7 separate regions of the Mus musculus genome follow, and all the other regions are linked to region 1. A link is a contact called in public HiChIP or PLAC-seq and promoter capture Hi-C data. All regions are on one chromosome and are shown on one strand. Each heading gives the region's core, a stretch centred on a gene start, on an enhancer-like site or on the middle of the called end of the contact. The rest is flanking DNA. Distances are from core to core; before and after follow the strand shown. Region 1 holds the start of Creb3l2 (cAMP responsive element binding protein 3-like 2). Region 2 holds the start of Dennd11 (DENN domain containing 11). Region 3 holds the start of Bpgm (2,3-bisphosphoglycerate mutase). Region 4 holds the start of Tmem140 (transmembrane protein 140). Region 5 holds the start of Mrps33 (mitochondrial ribosomal protein S33). Region 6 holds the start of Cnot4 (CCR4-NOT transcription complex, subunit 4). Region 7 holds the start of Braf (Braf transforming gene).

Region 1 (3,404 bases), core at 464-2,963:
TGCAAACATCTGGAGCCCCCAAAGTTAAAAAAAACAAAACAAAACACAAACCCCAGCTATGGTGTGAAAGGCTCAGGGTCTTTCCAAAGCATAGGAAGCAACCTAGGCTCCCAACCCGAAGATTTCATCGGGATAGACAGAGGGCGAAGGCCAGATGACCAGGATCACACTCAACATCTGGCTTTTGCCCCAGAGTGAAGCACCACTCCCTCTAAACCCTACACATGGCTTCTTTTTTTAACCAGACCTTCTCAGCTACCACAAATGCTTTGGTGGGAAGCAGCAGGAGGCCCCATCCCTTTTCCCAAAATACAGTCAGCCAGTGGCAAAGGCCAAAGAGGTGGAGCCTGCAGGCCGTTTTGCAAAAGTTTCAAATATCCTGGTACTGACCCCATTAACAGCACTAAGACAGAAATGCAGCCAAGCCTGTCCTTACCTCAGTCCCTCAGCAGTCCCTCAGTGCCCCCCACCCCCACCCCTCCCTCTCAACTTCTAAGAGTTCTGAACAAAGCCACATTACCAGCACTGGCTATCACAAACAAGATTTTCTCTTGCAAAAAGCTGAAAGTGACATCTTTAAATGATTCACGCTTCTGACAGTTGAGTCTCCAAAGAGGTCTCTGCGGGGAAGGAACTGGTGAGCTGTCCTACCTCTCCCCCAGAGCCTCTCTGAAACATGCAGTTGCCTCAGATTTTCCCCTGAAAAAGGGAGGAAGCAGTTCGAGGCTGTGCAGATGAAGCAGCCAAGTGAGGCGGCCGCCTTCCCGTGCGGTGAAGGAAGGCTTTTAACACGAACATTTTAAAGCTATAAACAAGAAAGTAAAGAAACTGGATGGGATGGGGACAAAAAACATATGGGATGACTATACTACATTAGCTTGTCCAAATTTTGGATGTGTGTGTATTGTGTGTGTTTTTTTACAAACCTTACCATTTTAAAAAAAAAATCAATATAACTGGGCGGAGGTATTATTCTCAAAACACGTCGCTTCCCAGCATTGCTGTACCGTTAGCAATAGGAAATGGAGCTACCGACAGGAAAACACTATAAACTGCTTTGGAATACAAAGGGTCACTTATTCGGAAGAAAGTTTAAAGGCTCCAGCTGTGCACCTTAATGTGTTCATAGAAGAAAACTCCCATCCCCAGACCTCTTAATATAGTCATGCCCTTCCCCAAACGCTGCCTCCCAGGACCCAGCTGGTGACAAAACCCGCTTTTCTCCTCACCCCCGACTCCCTTTGCCCGGACCACGGGTCCTCACCGTGTGGTACATGAGGGCCTCAGTCTCTCCGGGCTCTGACAGCTCGCTCAGCTTGCGGTCCCACTGCAGGACGCTCTGCTCCCCGCTCTCCAGCACCTCCATGGCGGTGGGCGCCGCGCAGGGCCGAGGATGCTGAGGCAGGAGGGGACCGCGCAGAGCCGCCGCGGGCCGGTGAGACGCTTCTCCCCGTGTACTTGGCGTGTGCGCGCGTGGAACTTATGCACTGGAGCAGGAACTCGGGAGAGCCCTGCCGAAGGCTACGCGACCCTTGTCCTCGGAAATCTGTGACTCCCCGGGGAGGACAAGCCTGCTGGGATCGGGCGGAAGGTGCAGGGGTTAAATCGGGCTGTGCATCCAAAAGGAAGGCAAAAAGGCAGCGCTCATCCCAAGAAAGTCCTCGCGCAACAAGCCCACTCCCCACTAGGGCTCCAGACAAACTTTGAGACTCCCTTGGGCTCTTGAGCTCTGCCCCTGGATCCAGAGGCGACCCCACCTCCTTCCAGGCCAGTGACCAATCGAACGCCCGTCTTGCCATCTATACCGTATCAAAAGTCCCTTTCTCATCCATGTCCCTCCCCCAGAGGGAGAGTCGCGCGAAGTCTCCGCCTAGTCCTCGGAATGTGGGCGGAGAGGGTCTTTTACGTCACTGGGGAACGCCTCCTGCCGGAGCGTCGCAATGGACCAATAGGGTGCTAGGGTCTAGAAATGATCGACTGAAACATAGATCAATGAGCTAGGGAGACCTGGAGGAGCCAACCAATCAAATAGCGACAAGAATACATTTTTATAAGAGAGGGCGTGCGCGCCCAGTGTCCTCCCTAAGAGTCTCCGCTTAAAGGAGGTTTGTTTCGCGAGTTTATTTCCTCAGAGAAACCAAGCGGATTGAAGCGCTGTCTACATTTCAAATTAGTTTAGGTCGCGTGAGTCTGTCTGGATTTAAAAGAATGCACCACATATATGAAAATGCGCACGTGAGCAGAAATCTGAATTATCACAGTTCTAGCACACATTCATTGCTAGCTTTTTATGTAGTTTTATGGCCTTTATTAAACAGACATTAGCCAATCTTGCCACACGTTTCCAAGTCCTAAATCAGAGGGCTAATTTTTTTTTTTAAATTCATAGGATTTTGTTGTTTTGTTTTTGAGACAAGGTTACCTGTAGCCCAGGCTGTCCTCAACTGCACTGTGCAGCTAAGGCTGAGCTTGAACTCCTGATCCCTCTGCCTCACCTCCGGAGAGCTGGGAGGGACTGCACGGTTATGCCACTAGTGCCTGCTTCACAGATCTTTTATTCCCAATGGAGTACCAGGCAAAAAAATGAGAGGATGGCCAGGTGGGTACTATTCCAGATACTGGTCAAAGAGGTAACGGATACTCTCCTGAGTGTCGTGGATGAAGTGGGGCTTAGGGGAAAATAAGTGTTTTAATGGCTGCAAGATGCACCCCAAAGTGAGTGTTGGGAAAGAGATCTAAGCCTTTGACCCCCTTAGAGAAGAAAAGGCCTGCTCTATAGCATTTTCCCCCAATGTGATTTTTCTTCTTCCCTTTTGAGGTTTCCTTTTATGGAAACAGCCTTAGTTGGCTATAGTTTAACCATTTTACATACAGGGCTGTGGTTCCAGGTGGTTCTTACAAGGGGACAGTCAGGTATCAGGTCTACAGAGAGTTTTGTCTTCTTCAGAGCGTGGTTTTGCTGTGTGAAGACAGAAGTCTCAGAACTTTACACTGTCTTTAAGCAACTTTTATTTTTCATGTAAAATGAGTCTGCTTGTCTAGCCTAGGATCTTTTGAGACTATTTTAATATTTAAATACAGACCTTTCTTTTTATTCTTTCTATCTATCTATCTATCTATCTATCTATCTATCTACCTATCTTTCCATCCATCTATGTTTGAGACAGGGTTTCTCAGTATAGCCCTGGATATTCTGGAACTCACTCTGTAGACCTGGCTGGTCTCAAACTCAGAGACCCTCCTGCCTCTGCCTTCCGAGTGCTGGGATTAAAGGTGAGCACCACCACTGCACAGCCACACATTTTTTTGTTTTTGTTTTTCGAGACAGGGTTTCTCTGTATAGCCCTGGCTGTCCTGGAACTCACTTTGTAGACCAGGGTGGCCTCGAACTCAGTAATCTGCTT
Region 2 (3,404 bases), core at 255-2,754, 3.0 Mb after region 1:
TGATGACCATTAATAAGCACGGAGGGGGCCAATACTGAGTTTCCTATCAGGAAACTCGGGCTTCCCTTAGTTTGAATGTTCTGGTTGTGATGCAAATTTAATTCGATATGGCAGGTTAAAGTCAGAAAAGTTTGAAAGACTGTGGGATAAGGCAACAAGTAGACGGGATGGGGGTGGGGGCTGAGTTCTTCCCACAAGTCCTGCCGCTAGGAATAGGGCATTCGCCTTTGTAAGGAGCCTGTTTGCTGGCTCAGAATCGTTGACCATGGTTAAGCCACCCACCCTAGAAGCCACCAGCATCCATCATCTCTGAAGTACCTGGCACATAATCCTATTTCTTCTTCCTAGCCCATCCATCCTCTCAGGGTTGGAAGACTGGCTGGGAACTTCCAGAAGGAAGAAAACCATCCTTCCCTCACAAACACCAGCTCCTCACGCTAGCAGCTCAAAGGAGAAATCGAGGAAGAAGCATCCGAGCATTCCTCTTCCTCAAATAAGCAGCTGGGGGATTCCAATGCCTTAAGCTGGAGCCCACAGCCATTCGTTCACTTTTATCCCCTCGCGGAACCGCCTACTGTTGCAACGCACTCCCCACCCCGGAGTGGGTGGCTAGGGTAGAGACGGTGTGACACAGCCAGTGAGTCTTCCCAGAAAGGCAGCCTGCCAGCGAAAGCTTCTCCAGCCCCATCCCCTAACGCTCTCACGTTAATTCCTAAAAATGAAGCCTTCGGAGAAAGTGAACTAGGCGGCTGGGAAAGTTACGGCGCAGGGAGCAATCCGGAGCAAGGGCAGGCGCAGAGCAGGGTCGTTCTGAACCCTCGTGGGAGGCGACGTACGCGGGAGGGGGGGGGGTGTCTTCCTCTCGGCGTCTATAAGAACCTTTCAGCCCAGCAGGAAAACAGAGAAAACAAAAGCCAATGTGCCCGCTGCCGCAAACCAATCCTCCCGCACTGAAGCGGAGCAAATAGGAGAGCGGCGACTAGGCGGCGGAGCGGAGCTGAGAGCGGCGGCGGGACGGAGCAGGGGGCGGAACAAAGCCCCCGGGATCCCTCGGCTCCAGTCTGGAGACACAGCGCCCCCGTGCCCCGGGACCCCCGGGCAGGGAGGGATGCAGGTGTGTGGGTGCGAGTGCGTGCGCAGCGAGTCCCTCCCCCGCGCCCCCGAAACCCAGTGTGCAGTCTCCCCCACCGCCCCCCCCCAATCCTTCCATCCCTAAGTGGCTCTCACCGGAGCGAGGATCGAAGGTGACCACGAACACGGCCACCACCTGGTCCTCCTCTACGTCGCCTAGCTCTAGGCGCCCCGGCTGCAGCAGCACTTCGGGGGGAGCTGGCTCGTCGGGTTCCCGCCTTCGGGGCGCCTCCGCGGCCACTCGGCCCTCCCCACTGCCGCCCCGGACCCATCCTCCAGCTTGCAGCGCGGGGTCCTGCGGCACAGAGACCGCGGGGCCCTCGGCCCAGCGCAGCAGCGGCGCCGCGTCTCCCTGCTCCACCATGGCGAGGCGAGGCGGAGCCGGGGCGCGAGGGGCGGGGCAGGCTGCGGGCACTCCCCTCCGGGCCTGCCCGCCCTGCCGCTTTCTGCGGTGCGGAGGCTCTCTGGGTGCCCGCTGGGCTTGGCCACACCTGCCCCTGCTCGGACACCAGCGCACTTGCTTGGTCCCGGAGCTCTGGAAGGTGGCCCGCACGGGTTCAGCGCCCCGTGGCCTGGTCCGGGCTTCAGCTCTGCATCTCTGTATGTGGGTGCTCTTGATCCATAGTGTAGGGTGCAGGACGCGCATCCCTTAGTCTGTCACCTGCGCGTGGGTTGAAGAGCCTTCCCAACTAGGATTCCACTGTGAATTTTTGAACGTCACCATTATGGAGCGGAGCACATATATTATATAATCCCGAGAGCTTGGTGAAAACTGCCTCCAAGTCAGGAAGTGAAGCAGAGGACATCCCAAGTGTTTCAAATACACACACAAATCAAGATCAAAAGGACTGTAAGGTTGCCATTGGGCATTTAACTTTATTTATATAACAGGCTGGTCGAGATAGTGATCATTAATTTATTTCCTTGCATATATGCAGTTTGGAGATATTAAGCTGGAGGGCTGGGGTGGGGGTGGGGGGCATTCTACATTAAAATAAGCAGGAAAAAGTGAGTAGGAAAGCAGCCCTTAAGCCTGTCTGTGGCTTTGGTAAGTAAGGATTGCCAATGAATTCCCTCTGAATATTTACAAATAAAAATTTGAATTTCTCAGTTCTTGGAAGGGGGTAAATCTGGTGACTAACTTAGAGGTATGCATAAGAAATATCCATTAAAATTATGAAAAAAATAAGATAGCAAGAGACAATTATTTTTAGATAGAATTCACCTCATGTTTCTGACAAGGACTTGGTAAAATTTTTGTGTTACCTGTTAACTCCAGGGACTTTGTGAAGCCCAGGTCTCCCTGCTTTGATCCTGTTCCCAAGAGGATCATCAATGACTGCCTACCCACAGCTGCTGCTAGTTCCAAATATGTGACTCACGCCTTAACAGTAAAACGTTTTACCAAAAAGTAGTGATTGCTGTCATCATCATTAGTTAGTTCACCCTAACCCCCATCCCCTAAAGACATGTTAAGTGACTACCTCACTCAATTAATGGAGTAATTACTGAAATGGGAGTCTGGGGAATGTACAGTCCAAGCCAGGGCTAGGGCACAATCCAGTTTAAATTCAAGGGCACATCTGCTTGAGTTTTGCACAAACTCTGAAGGCCAGACAACAAAGCCCACTACTTCAGAAACTGAGGCACAGCCAAAGCTGAAGTTGAGAAGTACAAGATTCTATTTTTAGATACAAAACTCGGTTGATAGATAATCCTTAACCACTTTCCAAAGTCACCGGTTTTAGGGCAAATGGGTTGGTCGGTTCTTTCTTTTCTTTTTCTTTCTTCCTTCCTTCCTTCCTTCCTTTCTCTTTTTTAATAGTTGTGTTGTTTGTTTTTGGTGTTTTTCTTCTTGTTTTTGTTTTGTTTTGTTTGAGGCACTTTCTCTATGTAGTCCTGGCTGTCCTGGGACTCTCTCTATAGACCAGGCTAGCCTGGAACTCAGAGATCCTCCTGCCTTTGCCTCCCAAATGCTGGGATTAAAGGTGTGGGCACCATCACCGTCCGGCTGGTATTTTTCTTTCTTACTTGAGAAAAATACTTTCCTGGGTTGTTGTTGTTGTTGTTGTTGTTGTTGTTGTTTGGCAATGTCTACCTCTCCCACCACCCCCTAATTTAATGTCCTACATATATACCGATAAATCAACTTGTAATGTCCATACCAACCACCTCTCTGTACATAAAAGCAGTTTTCAAACTGACAGCCATGTTCTGTCTTCAGCATATTCTAGTTCACCAACCATGGAGCCTAATAATATATTCCTGGTGCT
Region 3 (3,404 bases), core at 487-2,986, 3.0 Mb before region 1:
AGGCAAACAGCTCACAGACAGATCGGAACATGGGGTCCAGGATATGATATTGCGATCTAGATAAACATAAGAACAATCTTGCCATGCAACAGTGACTCCTGCCATTGCTAACTTCTGTGAATACCTGTGTCGTAAAGACCAGGCTTGCTCCCAACACTCGCTTTCACATCCCACCTAAGAGCATCATAGGTAAAGATGTTTTGTTTTTTTTTAAAATAACAATGTACACACTAGTGACCCTGGTGAATAGTTCTAAAAGACAAGTATTGTAAAGTTTTATATGCCAAGCTAGTGTTATTGAGTATTCCTAACAAGGTCAAAGTAAATCAAATGAGCAGGCATCCTAAGGTTCAGAGTACCCTCAAATGTCAAATGCTGTATGGCTGTTAGGATTGGTTTTGCATGGCTGCCGTTACCCTTCCTGAGGAGAAAGCTTTGATACTACAGGGCAGCGGAAATGTTTTCTGGTCCATCTGCCCTCATGAAGAAGAGGAAGAACAGGTTGGCAGGTGTGTACGATTGGGCAGATTCCTTCTCCAGCTGTTCTGACCTGAGAATCCACTGGCTAAGACAAGTAGCCACACCTGAGCCATCCAGGAGGTAGAGTTTAACTTTGCTAAGCCACCATCACTACAGCACTGGGTTCACACACCATCACTCCAGCCGACAGAACTCACTGTCCTTGAGAGACGCTCTCTCAGAAAGGGGTAGCTGCAACTATCATGAGCTAAAATGCATAAATGGGACATACAGCTTGCTACAAGCAGGCCATCATGACACCAGTTCATGGTGTGTCAAGATTTTCATCCTAAATAACTGATCTGAGCACCCATTAGCTGGTCACAAACTTATTGGACTTGTTTATAGAATTAACTAGGTGAGTTCAGAAGACACTAAGTGGAACAGCTTTCAGAAACCAAGAAGGGGAATTTTCCCGTCTGCTCAGGCACACATAACATTTCTTATCTTTCTCATTCACGTTTTGACACACGTTTCAGACCTTGTGTGGTAGTTCAAGCCTGCTTAGTAGCTTCCAGCTCTGGTACCAGACCCGAGTGACAAGCTGGCATTTTCATAGGTTTAATTTCAGAAACTGTAGTGTACCATTTTCTACTTTTCTAACCTCTTCGCCCTTCTTGTACTTTTAGGATATCCTATTATTCGCTTCTCTTCTCTTCATAATGTTAGGAGAAAGTAAGAATGAGCGACTATCTGTAAATAGGACACTTTAAAGGTTTTCATTTTAATCTCTGTTTTCGACGCACAGGCGTGCCAAACAAGCTTTCGTGAGGATCTACCGGGTTCAGCCTAGGTAGGACCTGAAATTTTCCGTTAACTAGAAGAAGTATCCCTTCATCTGCTGACCCGCTTTTCACAGCAGGTGTGTTTCAATTTCGAGAACTTCAAACAGGTCTCTGGACGGCAAAGCTAGCAGCCCACAAACATTGCCCCGGCGATGCTCAGGGGTTTGGGTCTCTACGACTAAAGCCCGCCTGCCTATGTCCGAAACTACCATCTTATTGGTCTATCCGTGCGTCTGTTTCCTCATTAAACCAATCATAGCTTCCCTTCTTACCCCAGGGACTTGAGAAACCGGAAAGAACCTCCGGCTGGTCGCTGGCCAGAGGGCGGGGCCGTGAATGAGTGACAACTCTGTCTTCCAATACCCAGCGCTATCGGTTCTGACCATTTTGGCTTCTAGGCTACAAAAGAGCGTTGATGCCGGCTGTAGCGATGAATCCTCACTGGCGTCTGCAGCACGGCGTTACCGAGGACCGGCTGCTACTGGTAGTTTCCTTGCAGGTGAGTGGCTTCGTTGTAATTGTTACAGTTGTGAGGATTTCTTTTCTTTCATGAGTGGCTTGCTGTTCTATCGTGAGAAGGCCGGTTGCTACCTTGCCCGGCTTTAGTATCTGGTGGGAACCTGATGCCCGCTTCAAGCGAGACCCTCCCGAGTACCCCAGCTCTCAGCTGGCCCTTTCTCAGCGAGCATCTCTCAGGAACAGTGAGTTCTGTCGGCTGGAGTGATGGTGTGTGAACCCAGAGCTGTAGTGATGGTGGCTTAGCAAAGTTAAACTCTACCTCCTGGATAGCTCAGGTGTGGCTACTTGTCTTAGCCAGTGGATTCACTGGAAGGAAGCAGGTGTAGGGCGAAGGCAGACCTTGATCCTAAAAGTGTAAGTTAAGGGGGGAAATATCATGGAAGGCAAAGAGGTTGTTGCATATTCAGGAGTCTCAGGAACCATATTCCGGGTTCAGGGGAACACTACCCCCTCCCCAGCACACACGCGTGCACGCCCGACCACCACTATCATGGCCAAAAAGTGTCATTTCTTTTTGTGCTAAGGGGTAGGAGCAAGTATTTCACTACAGTAAGTCAAAAGAAATGCAAAATTGTAATGAAGTTTATTATTAGACTTTGCAGGATGGAGCCCCCCCCCCCAAATTAGGAAGGGTTTATAGCCCGTGAATGGGGGAAATGGTTCTAGAATATTAACTAACAGAATTCCGACGCCTTCGGGAGGAAATAAAAAGTAAATGGTTACATTTCAGCAGCAGGTACAAACGTTTCTATAATAAAAGTCGTGTTAGTTTGTCTGTAAAACTGAATTTTCACATTTTTTTAAAAGAATTGTTTATTTTATGTATATAAGTACATTGTAGCTGTATTCAGACACACCAGAAGAGGACATCTGATCACTTTACAGATGGTTGTGAGCCACCATGTGGTTGCTGGGAATTTAACTCAGGACCTCTGGAAGAACCGGCAGTGTTCCTAACCTCTGAGCCATCTCTCCAGCCCAATTTTCACATTTTTTTCAAGACTGTTTTATGTGTATGATTTTTTTGCCTGAATGTATGTATGTGTACTCTGTGTACGCCTAGTGTCCATGGACCACCCCCCCCCCCCCGGAACTGGAGCAAATGTCTATGAGCCCCCCTGCAGGTGCTAGGAAGGGAACCCAGTTCCTCTGGAAGAGCAGCCAGTGCTCCTGACCACTGAGCCATCTCTCCAGCCCAGTTTCCACATCGTTTAAAAAGGCAGAAGTTACATTTCTAAGGCCCATGCCTTTATTAAAGGCTATGTAAAATTAAAGATAATTAGACAATTTTTCACTATCATGTCTACAAGGAAACTCTCACTGTATTGACCTCTGTATGAAGTCTATAGCAAATAAAAGTGTCCGGCTTCAAGGACATATTCTTTTGTGCCCATATTTAAACTGAACCAAACTAACCAGATCATTGTAAAAAAAATATTTTTTTAAAGGAGAGTATAGAAATCTAGTATAGCCCCCCAAAATTGTCATCTTTAATCTCATTACTCAGAGGCAACTGTTAAGTGTTTGGCTATTTTGTGTTAAGTTTCTCTTCCTCTTCACCTTTTATGGTTTGTGAGATTA
Region 4 (3,404 bases), core at 351-2,850, 2.6 Mb before region 1:
GAGGCATGCCACCGTGACTCCCTCTCTCCCTTCACTCCCCCTCCAAGCTGCAGAGGCAAGGTGCTCCAATCACGTACAACTAGGAGGTTAGAGTCACCGGCTGGCTCCTCCGCCCAACCACAGTACAAAGACTCTTCCCAACCTTACAGGCTGGACATACTGGAACCAGTCACCTTTGCCCAGCTTCTTCATAAGGTAGAAGATGCGCGTGGGAGCGAATCATCAAGCTGAGAGATCAGACTACTGTCTAGAGTACCAGCAGTACTCTAAGAAGAGCCACGTCATTCAAAAGAGGCAACAGCGTCCCTAAGTGCAGCTCCACAGGAACAGCACAGATAGTGGGTCTCAGGAAGTCAGACATCAGAGCAAAGGGCTCGGAGACTCTCCCCGAGTAAATTTGTCTGGTAGGGTGTGAGGAAGTTCAGGGGCAAAAGTGGTGTCTCAAAGGGGGTGAGGGGGTGGGGTGGGAGTGGAGGACTTAGGCTTCCAGTTGAAAATGGCAAAATGGTTGATATTTCATTTTTTTTTTCTTTGCAAGACCTCATTAAAATGGCACTTTCTTTTAAAGGCAAAAGGCTGAAAGGACAACAGTGGGAAGGAGACCAGCTCTGAACTTCCTAGCAACGGGAAAGGCAGACAACATGGAACTCGGCCTCCAGGTTGCATGGGAAAATTAAGTTTAAAGAAAAACACTATACTCTATCCAACTTTGAACAAGTTTAAGAATAGAATAAAGATATCAGTTTGACAAATTAAAAAAAAAAACAAAAACAAAAACAAAAAACCTTTGGTGTCCCTCATTTCTCAGTAAATCACCTGGAATTTATTCTACCAAAAGTGAATACAGCAGAAAAGAGAAAAGCCTGGGACCCAGAAACAAGAAATCTAACCTAGCATGGCGGCAAAGGGAACCCCTGGGATGAACCAAGACCCAGTTAGGTACAGGGTGTCATGTAGAAAGTAGAGAAAGCCGCCAAGGGTTTAGCGCTATTGGGAGCTGTCTACTGTCTTTGCCAAGCTCACCCAGTTCTGAAGCTGCAGAGATCATGTGAGCCTGGGAGGCAAGAGTCCCCTCCCTGCGATCTCAAGACTAAAAGCTTTCTTTCTCTTTTACTTTGAAATGGGAACACAGTGTTTCTGTTGCTCTATAACTGTTAGATATAACTTTGCTAACGGCAAAGTTTCCAATCTAGAGACACAGTCAAGATCATCGGTTGAGTTTTGAAAGGAGAGTCCAAGGCATAGGTGCCTTCCAAAGGAATGAGAAGAGGGGACCCAGGTTCCAGGAGCTACACTGGCTGGAAGCTTGGCCATGTGAACTAAGGTCCCTCCCTAGAAAGATTCTGGGTCGTGTTTCTCTAAGAGTTGCAATGCCCTGGAGGTCTGGAAGCTGGTATCAACTTTCGCACAGTAAAATCGGGACCCTCACCTGGCTCAGGCAGGGTGCGCCAGTTGTGGGTCATGTGCTCCCATGAGCAACAAGTTGTTTACACTCTTCATTTCTGAAAAGTCATAAGACACAGGCAAGTTAAAAAACGAAAGTGAAATCAGCTGAGAGTGACATCAGTCAGCACAAATGTACCAAAGTTCAGAGCTGTTTACTTGAACGCGACTGCCTGCGAGTGCAGGCAGAGCCCAGGAGCTCTGAGCTGTCTGCTTGCAGCTTCTCTCCTCTGCCCTGGTTTCTGGAGCCTGACTTTAGAAAGCAGCCCAGGAGAAGATCGACTCCCCAGACAGACGCTGATTTCCTGTGTCACCTTTTGATGAGTGTTCCTGGGCTCCAGCGTTGGTTTTTGTAAGTACACCCCCACAACTCCACAAGGGATAAGAGGTGTTTAAGTTCCCAGACTCCACATTCTAGCAACAAACCAAGGGGGGACGCTTTGCTTGGTGTCGGTGGCCTCCTCTCTCCCCAGAGAGTGATATAACCTTTCACCTCTGTCCTGCCCCCATGCTCGTAAGCATCACTGTGTGCATCTCTGCCTCAAAAACTCTGTAAATGGTTAGAAACACACAGGTAGCTGCATGCAGCCTGGTGTTCAGGAAGCTTGTACCATTAATACCTGTGGCTTTGGGACACATTGTTCTCCAGAAGTAGGCAGGCAGACAAAAACATGTCACTACAGCCAAACTGATACCAAGATTTGAAAAACACAAAGAAAAGATCTGTGTTCTTGTCCAAAAGAGAATTATAGGACATAAAAGATTTTAAGACCTGATATCAGCCCCCAAAGGAAACTCATGGAGGGGGGATTGTCCCTTGAAACAGGTCTTTCTTTTTCTTTTTCTTTTATTTTCTTTCCTTTTCTTTTCTTTTCTTTTCTTTTCTTTCCTTTCTTATCTTTTCTGGCTGATTAATAACTCCCATTACACTTCTTTAATCTGTAAAATCAAGTTGTTGGATAGGAGAGAAAAGAAAAAAAAAAAAAAACGGGGGGGTGGGGGGAAATCTTTCAGAGACAGCTGAAGTGTGTTTTCAGTATTTCCTCCTCTCTGGGTCTTCCTAATCGCAGGTCTGAGAGTCAGCGCCTGGAGCAAGGCCTCACACATCCCGTTTTCTAAGCTGCTATTTTAGTCCCCACATTATCGAATTACTAAGGCTATGGTGGCTTGCTCTATAATCTCACTTTTCACCAACAGCACGTAATTCTGGGAACATTTTAATGTGGCCTTCACTGGGAAACACCACAGGACTGATTTTCTCCACCTCTCCTCTCTCCTGTGCACCTGTCTGGGGATGCCTTGACCACCCGTGGCCTCTCCTCTCCTGTGCATCTGTCTAGGGATGCCTTGACCACCCATGGCCTCCTCTCTCTCCTGTGCACCTGTCTAGGGATGCCTTGACCACCCCTGTGCTTTTGAATTGGCTCCTAAAAGCTGCTTCTCCATTCTAACACACAACTGACCTCCGTTATGCCTGACATTGTAGTACTCCATCCTTTCTATGATACTGCCTAGGGGTAAGGCGGTAAAAGTGGGTCATTTGGCCAAAAACACAAACCTTAGAGTCAGAGTCACCATGTTAGGAAGCCAGTCTTGGCATCTGGAGTGTCACTGAGGATGCTAGCTACAGTCTTTAGGGAGAAGAAGGTTACCCAGCGTACCTTGGAGGCACTGGAAAAACACAGATCTTTTTTTTCTTGCTAGGTTCATTCTTCTGTGAATTGTTTGTATTACCGAATCCCGTTTCACACAGCGCAGTGTTTTTCTTGATGTTTGCATGAACATTCCATACATTGTGTGTATTATCATCTCACATTTTTGGCAGATATTCTCCATGCTCATTGACTTTTAATTCTGTATTGTTTTTACTAGTGCACAGAAATTTCCATTTTTTTAAAAAAATAGCTAAATCTATAGTTTTCCTTGTAGTTTTGATGTGCTTTTAAGTTCAGAACGTACTT
Region 5 (3,404 bases), core at 546-3,045, 2.4 Mb after region 1:
AGTGGTTCTCTGTGCGTTCAAGACCAGTCTTGTTCTAAGTGAAATTTTAGGCAAGCCAGGGCTACATGGTGAGACCCTGTCTCACCACAAAAACACAGGCTAAAATGCCTGCTTTCTGTAACTGGTCCTAGGGCGGATGCATTGCTACCTCCCTTCTCCCTTCTTTAACTTAAAAAAAAAAAAAAAAGAAGAGGCTGGAAAGATGGCTTAGCAGTTTAGGTGCTTGTCACCAGGCCTGCCATCTGACTGTGATCTCTGGGACTCCCCTAAGGTGACCTCTGCATGCCTGAGCACACACACATACATGTAAAGGGCTATTTAAAAATTTAGGACGTTTTGAGATTTCAGTATGCTTTCCTAAAGGATTTCAATTTTATGAAAGAATATAACCTTTTAAATTATATAACATTAAGTCAAATGATTTACATGCCAATTAGATTTCAATTCACATAAAATTATCCTAGGAGTTACACAATAGGGTAAAAATTAAAAACAAACAAACAAAAGTTATTTGTGGGTGGGTCTGTGTGACTATGTTCCCAGGGAGGCAAGATGGAGAGGGTTCCCCTAGACCAGTAGTTCTCAATCTTCCTAATGCGGCGTTCCTTTAATACAGTTCCTTATGTCGTGCTGACCCCTCTACCATAAAATTATTTCATTTCTACTTCATAACTGCAGTTCTGCTATTGTTATGAATTTATGAATTGTAATGTAAATATCTGATATGCAGGATATCTGATATGTGACTCACAGGTTGAGAACCTCTGCCCTATAATGGTGTTATACGTGGTTGTGAGTTATCTGACTAGAAACTCAACCTGGATCCTGCAAGAGCAATATGCTCTATTAACTACTGAGCCATCTCTTCAGCCTCACAAATTAGTTCCTTTGAAATATCATGTTTCTTTAAATGTGAATGAAAGAAAAATACAGGTGAAAATAACCGTTGAAAATGAGAAGCAAAACCAAATTACTTAAATATGTCAAGCAAAACACATAAAGCCCACATCTGAAAATTCAGAACTCTTTTTTCCCCTTTTGGCATAAAAAGATAAGTTTATCTTTCTCATGGATCTATTTATTTAAAATGCTTGCAGGTACACTTGTGTGGGTATAAGTGTAGGTCAATTATCAACATCAGGAGTACAATTTACCTTATTATTTGAGTTTCGACTGACAAGGAAAGCTGAAGGCATAGTGCCTGCCTAATCACGACCCAAGGAATGCATACGAGTTGTTACTGAGAAGCAACGTGCTCAGAGCATTTAAAAACTGGTACCAATTATTTTACTGGGTCACAGGGCATGAACCCCTCCGAACAGATAACTTTATTTTTTTTTTTTTGTTCAGCATGCACAACTCATACTCTCCGCTGTCTGATTCGCGCACTCCTCCGGCGCTGGAAGCTGTAGTAGAGTCATTCATTTTCCCAAGCATCATCTAAACTGCATTTTAAATAACAATCAACAAATATCGCCGGCGCATCCCACACAAAACTGAGTGCGAGGGCGGGCTCACTAGGAGAAAGGAAGTGCGTTTTTGGTTTGTTCAGTTCCCCACAGGATAAGGGGAAAGCCTCGGGTGTTTGTGGGGTACACGTGGAAGCTCCAGGAAGGCCCCTAACTGACTCGACTGGATCTGGCAATTCCACCAGGTTAGGGACCCGGGTCCGCCCGCACCGCCGCCGCCCTCTGCTGTGACCCCAGCGCTCCGCTTGCCTTACCTGCTCCTGACCTCGCGCACGCGCGTCCCCGGAAGGCCCGCCCCCCTTTACTTGCTTCCCAGCTCCAGAGAGCAGGAGAGAGGCGGAAGCTTGATGGCTAGAGCGGAGTCGGCGGACAACCCGGAACTACTCTCACTCCCTGGGGGCGGGACCTCGGGCGACACCTAGCGGCCGCGCTCGCTCTGAGCCCAGGGCCTCCGCCCGCGAGGAAAGCCGGGTTGTGTGGGTGTGGTTCTGAGAGTGGGGGAGCCTTGGCTATCCAGGAAGGTTCTAGAGGGACCACACGCATCATTTTGTCGAGAATAGCCAGAGCTGAGTCCCTCCTCGCTGAAGCTCCTTGCTCTGTGATAATAGAATGAAATGCAGTATTTTTCCTTTGTCTTCACGTTTCATTTTTCTTTTCATTAGAGCTTATGCTCTTTGCGTTCCAAAGATACTTGATGCTAGCTCAGAGTCTTTCTGACCGTGTTGGGTTCCTATCAATCAAGGAGTTGAGCTGTGGTTCTCTTTTCGGGGTACAGGGATAGAACTCTTGGATAGGAGATAGACAGGAGCAGTAACACAGAGAAATTGTGTTTTGGAAGATAGCCTAAGTTCTGCTTCTCTTTGTACATTTGGATAAGCTAGTGTAAAACTCTGTCCCCAGCCTTTTTCTTTTCTTTTCTTTTTTTGTTTTGTTTTGTTTGTTGAGACAGGGTTTCTCTATGTAGCATTGGCTGTCTTGGAACTCACCGTGTAGACCAGGCTGGCCTCAAACTCAGAGACCCATCTGCCTCTGCCTCCTGAGTGCTGGGATTAAAGGTACACACCTGGGCCGTCAATCCCAGACTCAAACTTTTATGATAAACTCTCAATTGTTTTTTAAAAGCAAGATGTCTTAATTGTGGAGCAAGAAAATATCGTAACGGACAGTATGAGATCAATCATGAGATCTTGAGCAATCTCAAAAGAAATCAGATATGTGGGCCAAGAAAACTGCAGCTTTATCTGCGCAGCTGTGTCAGCTGCGGGTCAGAGTGCCCTTTACCGTTGACTGTCCTTGGGAATGAAGATAGGTTGCTCATACCGCATCAACAACTAAGGTACCGGGGTATTTGCCTACGTGTGCACCAGTGAAGGGTCAGCATCCTGCAGAGACCATGACTTCATTACGATATTATTTTCATTGTGGGCTTGGCCAGGATAAGCTTTTCTAGAGGATCCTGAGAAGAAATATCCTTCAAAAGTGATCTGACCCACCGTGACTTAGGAAAGAAAAAGGCTCGCCCTACTCTATCACTATGACACCCACTTTATAAATGTAAGAATTAAAAAAAAAATACGACGGGGAATCTACTGTGCTCTTGCCCTTCTCTTTGGAACAGCTCACTCCTTGAAATCTTCGCTTGCTTTGTTAGATAAACTGCTTACACTGTGTGTCTCCTCTGAATTTCTTCCTTGAAAAAACAAGAGCTGAGAGACCGCCTCTCATAAAAAAGGCATGTCTCCTCGGCAAGCCTTTCACTGACAACAGAAACACTATCAGTATTTCGCTCCTTGCAAAATCTGCTTTCAATAGAGCCACCTTTTATAGGGATTACTATACAGTGCCTATTGAGTGCTTGGTAGGTCGATTGAGAAACGAGTGCTTATTTTCTGAGCATTAATCAAAGTCTTACATAAATACAGTAAAATAGATTTT
Region 6 (3,404 bases), core at 431-2,930, 2.3 Mb before region 1:
CATTGAAGCATGCGTATGCTCAGCTTTGTGACTTCTTTTCTCAGCCCCCATAGTTTCTATGGGAAAAAAAGGAATTTAAGTTTACCCCAAAATATCAACTTCTCTTCATACATACCCAATGTGTTTTTCCATACAACTTATTCTGATAACTCCTATCCTAGAAATGTCAAAAGAGGGAATTTCCCAGATCAAAAGAGAGGGGGGAAAAGTCAAATTTGCACCCATCACAAATAAATGTTATCAATTAACATAAACATCAATATAACGGAGCCAATAATTGATACAAAAGGAATCTGTAACCCACATACAATCAAAATACCATCTGTATTTATTTGCATGTGGTGTTCGGGGATGAAGTGTGTGTGTGCGCGCTAGATTCACCTGGTTTTGAAATTCTAAGCTGATCTTTATGGGTATAATCAGAGACAACATCAAGTGTCCTGAGGAATGGCAATTCAGGAGAATGCTGAGTAGCACGGAGAAGGTCGAAAATGAAAAGAGGGGTAAAAAAGGATAGCAAATGAGCAACAAAAAGATCAAAAAAGCAAAACATTCCTTTCCCGAGTAGCCCGAAGAAAGCTCTTTTCTCTTAACGTTAATAGTCTCCCACTCACTTCATTCACTTCCTAACTTCCTTTACTTTTCAAGGAACAACACGGGGCATCATCTCCCCTATCCTGGAGTGTGTGCTCAAAGAGTCTGCATTGGAAAGAGGGAAGGAACCGACAATTCTCAAGTAGGTTAAGAAACAGGTGGGTTATACGGAGCAACGGAGCAGCAACATGATTTAGATACTCACGAGGTGGCTTTAAGATGACAGATGCGGTTAAAGGAGACTTGCACATCGGAATCAACTCGGGTCTGGCAGACAGACTGGGGGCTGACTGCAAGCACCAGAGGGGAGCAGAGGCTAGATCCAGAGCAGCCTTTCTGGAAGGGATGGGGCAAAAAGGGGCAAAAAAGCCCACCAAGCAGGACGGGTGGGCAGTGAGCAGCAGCACCCGTCAGAGTGGAAATGATGGCTCTGGCTTGGGAGACCGGGGCCAGTAGGAAAGGACGTCAGAGGGGAAAGGAGGCTGGGGAAACAGGAGGACCAAGACCTAAGGATACTGTTGCCAGAAAAATGCGGGGAAAACTGGTGATGAGAAGCCCTCTTGGGTTCTCAATTGAAGAAATTCTCCAAGGAGAGCCGGCGCTCGCTGCCGCGCTGCCTCCAACCCGGCTGCCTTTTCCTGGTGATAACTGCTGTGGCGTAGAGGGGAGAGGGAGGAAGAAGAGGAGGAGGAGGCAGCCAGAGGAGGAGGAGGAGGGTGAAGACGAGGCGGGCGGGGGTGGGGGGGTGGGGAGAAAGGGGGGTGCGGCCTGCACAGTCCCAGCGAAGCCTCCGCTCTCTCGTAGCCGGTCAGCGCCGGGTTTCCCCTAAGCCCAGCCCCGCAGACACTCACCCGCCTGCCTTGCCTCGCTTTTCTCTTAGCCGACTCCACGCGTTGCCGAGTCCTCACAGGAGACCAATGAACGAGAGTCGGCGAAAAAACTCTTCAGAACCGGGCCTGACTGCTTCAGTGAGTCCGACCTTTACGGCTGAGAGAGAGACTCTCAGCTTTCGGTGGGTTCCACGGCTAGACGGGCCACCATCTTACATTAGGGTAAGACTCCTCCGGCCTCCGCTGCGCAGGCGCATGCCGATCCGGCTGGGCGGGGCGGGGGAGGGGCGGGACAAGCGGCAGGCGGGCGAGTGGGAGGTTGCGGCGGACTGGTCCACTGCACCCTGGGAGTTGTAGTCCTCCGATAGTAACCGCCCCGGGGCAGGCCGGGAATTGAAGTCATCACTAGAGAAGGCGCTCGGGAACTCGTTCCTCACGTGGCTACTGGAGCGCCGGCTTTCTTCTTGTTTTGCTTCCTCTTCTGCCCGCGTGTGTGGCTACTGTGTCATGTGGTCGGCGGTTTTCACTAATGTTAGCTGAAATGTAGGAAACCAAAATTCTACGAAACTTAACTGATTCGGAGGAAGCTAGGACGTGTCTTTTTCTGCCCCGCCCGCCATAGATAGGTATCTGACGGGGGCGGTATGGTGGTAGAATCAGGTTGAGCATTGCAAGAGCGCGGGATTTGATCTAGAGTGGGGAGTTGATACTTTTGGAAAAGTGAGCGTTAATTCGTTTCCCGGTCTTTGCACGTCCTTTACCACCAGTACAGCTGAGCTCATCCTCCTTACTGGAAAATCGCCAGTGAAGAAATACCTGAATTGCCATGTGCACATTTCTCAAGAGAACGCGGGCAGTCAGAGTAGCATGAGTTGCTGATGATGTGAAAGCATGTGGACTTACCTGCAAACTGTTGCTGGCTGCACAGAACTCTTCCAGCCTGCACAGAAGTGTGCGTCAGGTTCGCAAACTGCACAAGTAAACACGTCTCAAAGGACATAATACAACCGCAGCCGGTTCGAGCACCGAGAAATTCTAAATAACAAAATCAATTTACTGAACTTCCCGGGTTGCCTCCCAGAACTCTGGTGTAAGTGGCGCTCCTGGAGCGGTCGATTCTGTTTATTGCCTATATTCTTCATCTATTCATATAAGTGCTGAGCTCCTTGGTACCCAGTTCAGTGCCATATGCTGGGAGCATACAACAGAGACCAAAAACACAAATCTGTCCCCATTCTAGGGTGTGTGCATGTAGTGGGGTTTGGAGAAGTGAAAGGAACCAAGTTTTCAAATCCAGGATTAAAATACGTAGGATGGGACTGTGGATGTCACACAGTGGTAGGGCGCTAGTCTGGCACACTTGAGGCCTGAAAGCAAAAGGTTTAAGGGGAGGATTTAAAACAGAAAAGGGAAATGTAAGGAAAGAAATTGAAGTTTTAAAGTCTCAGTCTCGCTGGACGTGGTGACACAAGCCAGGACTCTGAAAGCAGAGGCAGGTGTATCTCTTTGAGTTCAAGGCCAGCTTGGTCTACAAACCATGTCTAGAGGCAGAAAAAAAAAAAAAAAAACCACAAAAAAGGCAACCAGACCAGTTTCTTTGGTGTAAGAGAGAGGAAATGTTGGGGGGCAGGGGGAGGGGCATAAAAATGACTCAACTTATTTTACACAGGAATGAAATTGCTAAAAATTATATATGTGTGTGTGTATGTGTATACATATATATACACATACATATATATGGGTGTGTATGTGTGTGTGTGTATATATATATATATATATATATATATATATATATATATATATATATCACATTTGGGCATAGTGGTATGAGACCTTGTCTCAAAGTAAAAAAGTTAGGTGCTGGAGAGACAGTTCAGTGGCGAGAGTACAATTCCCAGCCACCACATGGTGGCTCACAACCTTTTGTAATGGGATATCTTCTGGTGTGTCTGAACAGAGCTACGGTGCACTCACATATAT
Region 7 (3,404 bases), core at 522-3,021, 2.3 Mb after region 1:
GAACACTGTAGAGATAAGGAGGTAGTACGAGAACTGGGAAACTTAAGTAGCAAGTTTATCTTTAAACAAAATTTATCTTCAAGTAAAATCAACAGAAACAAGTCACTCTCGACAACTGTTTGTAAAATACCGTATTCTAGCCAATTGTTTGTAAGATATGGTATTGTTTATGCGATACAGTGCCCAAATGGTAAATGTAGTAAGTTTTACATACAGAGAAAAGAGAATAAATTAGGTAATTTGACAATGTAATAAGTTGAATGATACAAGGACTACCAAAAGCCAAGTACTAAAGACTGGTAAACACGAAAGATGGGACGAAAATGGGAGCGAGCCAGATCACTTAAACCCACTAAAAACAAGCTAGCACGCAAGCAAGCAAGCAAACAAACAAACAAACAAACAAACCCACGAAGGATATCAACTGAGGTGTGTATGTGCACTGAAAGACTAACCCAAACTGCCAGCAGTGCAAGGGAGCAAAGGGCCAAGTGAAACCTGATGGAATCTTGACAGCTTTGGGGTTCAGGGAGTGAATAGCTTGCAAAGTGTCCAAAAGGATTTGTGAAGATAACAACGGATTACAAGGTGACGGTGCAGTGGAATGAAGTAGAGGCACTCAAGGGGACTAGGGCAAGAGAAGAGCAAAAATGCTCTTCCGTGGAAACTAAGGTTAGAAGCAAGTAGGTACAGTTGAGAAATGAGCGGGGTGGTGGATGAGGATAGAGGTTTACGGGTCAGCAAGGGAGCACTGACAAACAGTATTATTCGGGGATCAGAGACCAGGATGGGAAAAGCTTCGGAACAGTAAAATTTGGGGCTGAAAAAGTAAAGACTACACCAAAAAAAAAAATCATCCCCTGGGCAAAAACCGGTCAAAAGAAAAATCCCCCAAACAAGTAGCAAAGTGGGAAGGGGACAAGGGCCTGCAAAGGGAAGATAGTGAGGAGAGTGGAAAGATGCGCTCCGTCATCCCCAGGATCAGGGAGTAATCGCACACGGCGGTTCCTAGGGCTAGGGGACCAAGGGGTACTGCCCTGGCCACTAAGCTCCATCCTCGACGCCGTCCCTGCCGGCTAGCAAAAAGGAAAACATCTCAGGGATGCAGGGCTGGAAGCCTCAGCCAGGCGTGACCTTCTCCAACCCAGAGTTTCGCCCCCTCTGAAAAGGCTCCAGCTCTGCCCCCACTGCCCCAATCCCATCTGGGTGGGGGCCGGGGAACCCCCCTGGGCCATCGTGTGTGTTTACGTAGCGAGGAGCTACAAGACAGAGGGGGACACTCGGCCGATAACCACCTCCCCGCCGGCTACCAAGCACTGCCGGGGCTCCTTCTGCTGCCTCGGTCCCTCGCATAAACACTGGCCCGCCGAGCCCCTGACGCGCGAGCACTGGGGGGGGATGGCGCCGCCACTCACCTCTTCAGGAATGGCCGGGTCCGCAGCCGAAGAGGCCGCGGCGCCAGCGCCGGCCTCCGGCTCCATGTCGCCATTGAACAGAGCCTGGCCCTGCTCGGCGCCGCCGCCGCCGTCGCCACCGCCACCGCCGCCGCCACCGCCGCCGCCGCCACCGCTGCTGCTGCCACCGCCGCCACTCAGCGCCGCCATCTTCGAAGCGCGAGCCGGGCCGAGCGGCCGCCGCGGGGCGGGGAGGGGGAAGGGAGGCGCAGGGCGGGCGGAGGCGGGCGCGGAGGCGCGGGGGGCGTGGGCGGAGCGGCCGGGGCGGAGGCCACCTCTGGAACCCGCCGGCGGCCCCGGCGCAGCCGAGCCTGAGGGGATTTGGGGGGGGGAGGGGGCGGAGACGACGAGGAGTCGCCGCGGCAACGGCGTCACCCGCATGTCACGGTCGTGACGTCACCTGGGTGCGTGACGTCATCCGAGGAGCACCCTCGCGCCGCTGTCGCCAGGGGAGTGTTCCTTCTCCTCCAACCACCCTCGCGCTCACACGTTTCTACCCGCACAGTTTCCATGGCTCCGGCTTCCTATTTTTTCTCAGCCTGTTCTGTCATGTGGGATTTACTAGAAGAGCAGGGGGTGGTGTTTTAAAGAAGTTAAAATCCTAGAGGGAAGAAGGCCGGAAAGTCTGTAGTACTTATTACTGCCGTTACAAAGAAGCTCTGGGTGTCATAAAAATAAGACCTTAAACGCCAAGGTTGAAACATCAGCCAAGCCAAATTTCATAGAACTGTCTTGGAGCAGCTAAATTCTCAGTATGGTGTTTGTATCCTGTCCCTAAAGGACTTGATCTGTTGAAGTATAAATGAAAATCTAAAGCTGGTCTTCAGGGTATTTATTGCCTAGTTTCAGTCATTTACTATCAATTGGCTCCTTCCATGCACTAGGACCTGAGGAGAACACATGACCATTTTAGACATCTTATGCATCATAGCTAATTTTTATTCCAAAGAAAATAATTTAAAATATTTTGTAGATCCTGACTGATCCAAGGCATTCTCTTCAAACTGTATATGAAAAAAAGAATTGGGAGAAGAGAATTAAATCATCTCAGAGAAGCCCAAGTTGCAGAAATTAAACCCAATTTCTTTATGTAAATTACATGGTTAAAGTACGTTTAACCAAAGAAGGAAATAATGGAGAGAGGAAGTGTGTTAAGAAAAAGAGAAAACAGGAGTGAAAAACAGAAGCTACCAACACTATTCAGGAATTTCCAGTTTAACTCTTGAGTTGAGTTGTCTGTGTGTCTGTGTGTGCACTTCTATTAATGGAAAGGGGGATGGTCGCCACCAACCTCTTTATTGCATTTAGGATGAGTTGAAAGGTAGAAAGCTTCTGACAATAGGATGTCTGCCTATTTGGTCTGATCAGCACAGGCCCGGCAACTGATGCTTTGCTTCAAGGTAAGCAGTGCACGTGTGGCTGCTTGGTGAATCAAAGCATTACGTTCTTGTGTATTGAAAAAAAATGCCACCAATCAAATAGCTATTCTGTGTTTGCCAATGACATTGTACATTCTCTTCCAAGCAGGGACATTCCCCTGAGAGCTACATTTAAGTCAGAAGATGATCTGACAGATTCGAGTGAAGGAGATGATCACAGATAGAGACTATATTATCAAGCTATGCTAGTTTAAGGCAGTTTTTAAAAACCATAAATACATAATGTCTAAGCATACTAAAATAGGGCCAACAACCAGGCAAGGGACACTTCCTCCTTGATTTTGTCTGAAACACAACTGTTGGGGTTTTGGGGTATTGTTGTTGTTTGTTGTTGTTGTTTAGTCCCTAACTGTCCAGGTTTACTTTAGGAAATTATTCCCTAAGAATGTATCATTATAACATTTTTTTTTACAACATTAAAATTTCTAAGACATTTCTCTTTTGTTTTGTTTGAGACAGGGTTTCTCTGTGTAACAGCGCTTGGCTGTCCTGGAACTTGATTCCCAGAGAT

The links. Promoter capture Hi-C pulls out the DNA fragments that hold promoters and counts their contacts. HiChIP or PLAC-seq counts read pairs in DNA pulled down with a chosen protein or histone mark. Capture Hi-C pulls out chosen DNA fragments and counts their contacts.
Region 2: a promoter capture Hi-C map of liver shows a contact between it and region 1, with 3 times the contacts expected there. The contact joins the promoter of Dennd11 here to the promoter of Creb3l2 in region 1. A contact is called at or near these places in 1 of 39 promoter capture datasets (pre-B cells) and 2 of 9 other capture datasets (adipose tissue and liver).
Region 3: a contact with region 1 is called in a promoter capture Hi-C map of pre-B cells, with 4 times the contacts expected there. The contact joins the promoter of Bpgm here to the promoter of Creb3l2 in region 1. A contact is called at or near these places in 2 of 39 promoter capture datasets (liver and pre-B cells) and 1 of 9 other capture datasets (liver).
Region 4: a contact with region 1 is called in a promoter capture Hi-C map of liver, with 3 times the contacts expected there. The contact joins the promoter of Tmem140 here to the promoter of Creb3l2 in region 1. A contact is called at or near these places in 2 of 39 promoter capture datasets (liver and pre-B cells), 1 of 484 Hi-C or Micro-C datasets (CD4 T cells) and 1 of 9 other capture datasets (liver).
Region 5: a promoter capture Hi-C map of pre-B cells shows a contact between it and region 1, with 4 times the contacts expected there. The contact joins the promoter of Mrps33 here to the promoter of Creb3l2 in region 1. A contact is called at or near these places in 2 of 39 promoter capture datasets (liver and pre-B cells), 1 of 484 Hi-C or Micro-C datasets (CD4 T cells) and 1 of 9 other capture datasets (liver).
Region 6: a contact with region 1 is called in an H3K27ac HiChIP or PLAC-seq map of embryonic stem cells, with 4 times the contacts expected there. The contact joins the promoter of Cnot4 here to the promoter of Creb3l2 in region 1. A contact is called at or near these places in 4 of 39 promoter capture datasets (the 3T3-L1 cell line, hippocampal neurons, liver and 1 more) and 3 of 115 datasets of contacts at active chromatin or transcription factors (astrocytes, cardiomyocytes and embryonic stem cells).
Region 7: a promoter capture Hi-C map of pre-B cells shows a contact between it and region 1, with 4 times the contacts expected there. The contact joins the promoter of Braf here to the promoter of Creb3l2 in region 1. A contact is called at or near these places in 2 of 39 promoter capture datasets (liver and pre-B cells), 1 of 484 Hi-C or Micro-C datasets (CD4 T cells), 1 of 115 datasets of contacts at active chromatin or transcription factors (thymic regulatory T cells) and 1 of 9 other capture datasets (liver).

Annotation. Positions count from the first base shown.
Region 1 is chr6:37,440,435-37,443,838 of GRCm38.p6, forward strand. It overlaps Creb3l2 (cAMP responsive element binding protein 3-like 2), which reads right to left and starts at 1,714. Exons shown (of 12, transcript NM_178661.4): 1 at 1,265-1,714. The coding sequence starts at 1,366. Gm33318 (predicted gene, 33318) reads left to right here and starts at 2,076. Exons shown (of 3, transcript NR_166917.1): 1 at 2,076-2,599.
Region 2 is chr6:40,434,631-40,438,034 of GRCm38.p6, forward strand. Dennd11 (DENN domain containing 11) reads right to left here and starts at 1,505. Exons shown (of 9, transcript NM_001356375.1): 1 at 1,228-1,505. The coding sequence starts at 1,495. It also overlaps a transcript of Wee2 not described here.
Region 3 is chr6:34,474,620-34,478,023 of GRCm38.p6, forward strand. Bpgm (2,3-bisphosphoglycerate mutase) reads left to right here and starts at 1,737. Exons shown (of 3, transcript NM_007563.5): 1 at 1,737-1,803.
Region 4 is chr6:34,861,546-34,864,949 of GRCm38.p6, forward strand. Tmem140 (transmembrane protein 140) reads left to right here and starts at 1,601. Exons shown (of 2, transcript NM_197986.3): 1 at 1,601-1,795.
Region 5 is chr6:39,809,141-39,812,544 of GRCm38.p6, forward strand. It overlaps Mrps33 (mitochondrial ribosomal protein S33), which reads right to left and starts at 1,796. Exons shown (of 3, transcript NM_010270.2): 1 at 1,724-1,796.
Region 6 is chr6:35,132,057-35,135,460 of GRCm38.p6, forward strand. It overlaps Cnot4 (CCR4-NOT transcription complex, subunit 4), which reads right to left and starts at 1,681. Exons shown (of 12, transcript NM_001164413.1): 1 at 1,446-1,681. It overlaps Gm33046 (a long non-coding RNA gene), which reads left to right and starts at 1,475. Exons shown (of 5, transcript XR_868974.2): 1 at 1,475-1,646; 2 at 2,192-2,514.
Region 7 is chr6:39,723,692-39,727,095 of GRCm38.p6, forward strand. Braf (Braf transforming gene) reads right to left here and starts at 1,772. Exons shown (of 22, transcript NM_139294.5): 1 at 1,416-1,772. The coding sequence starts at 1,604.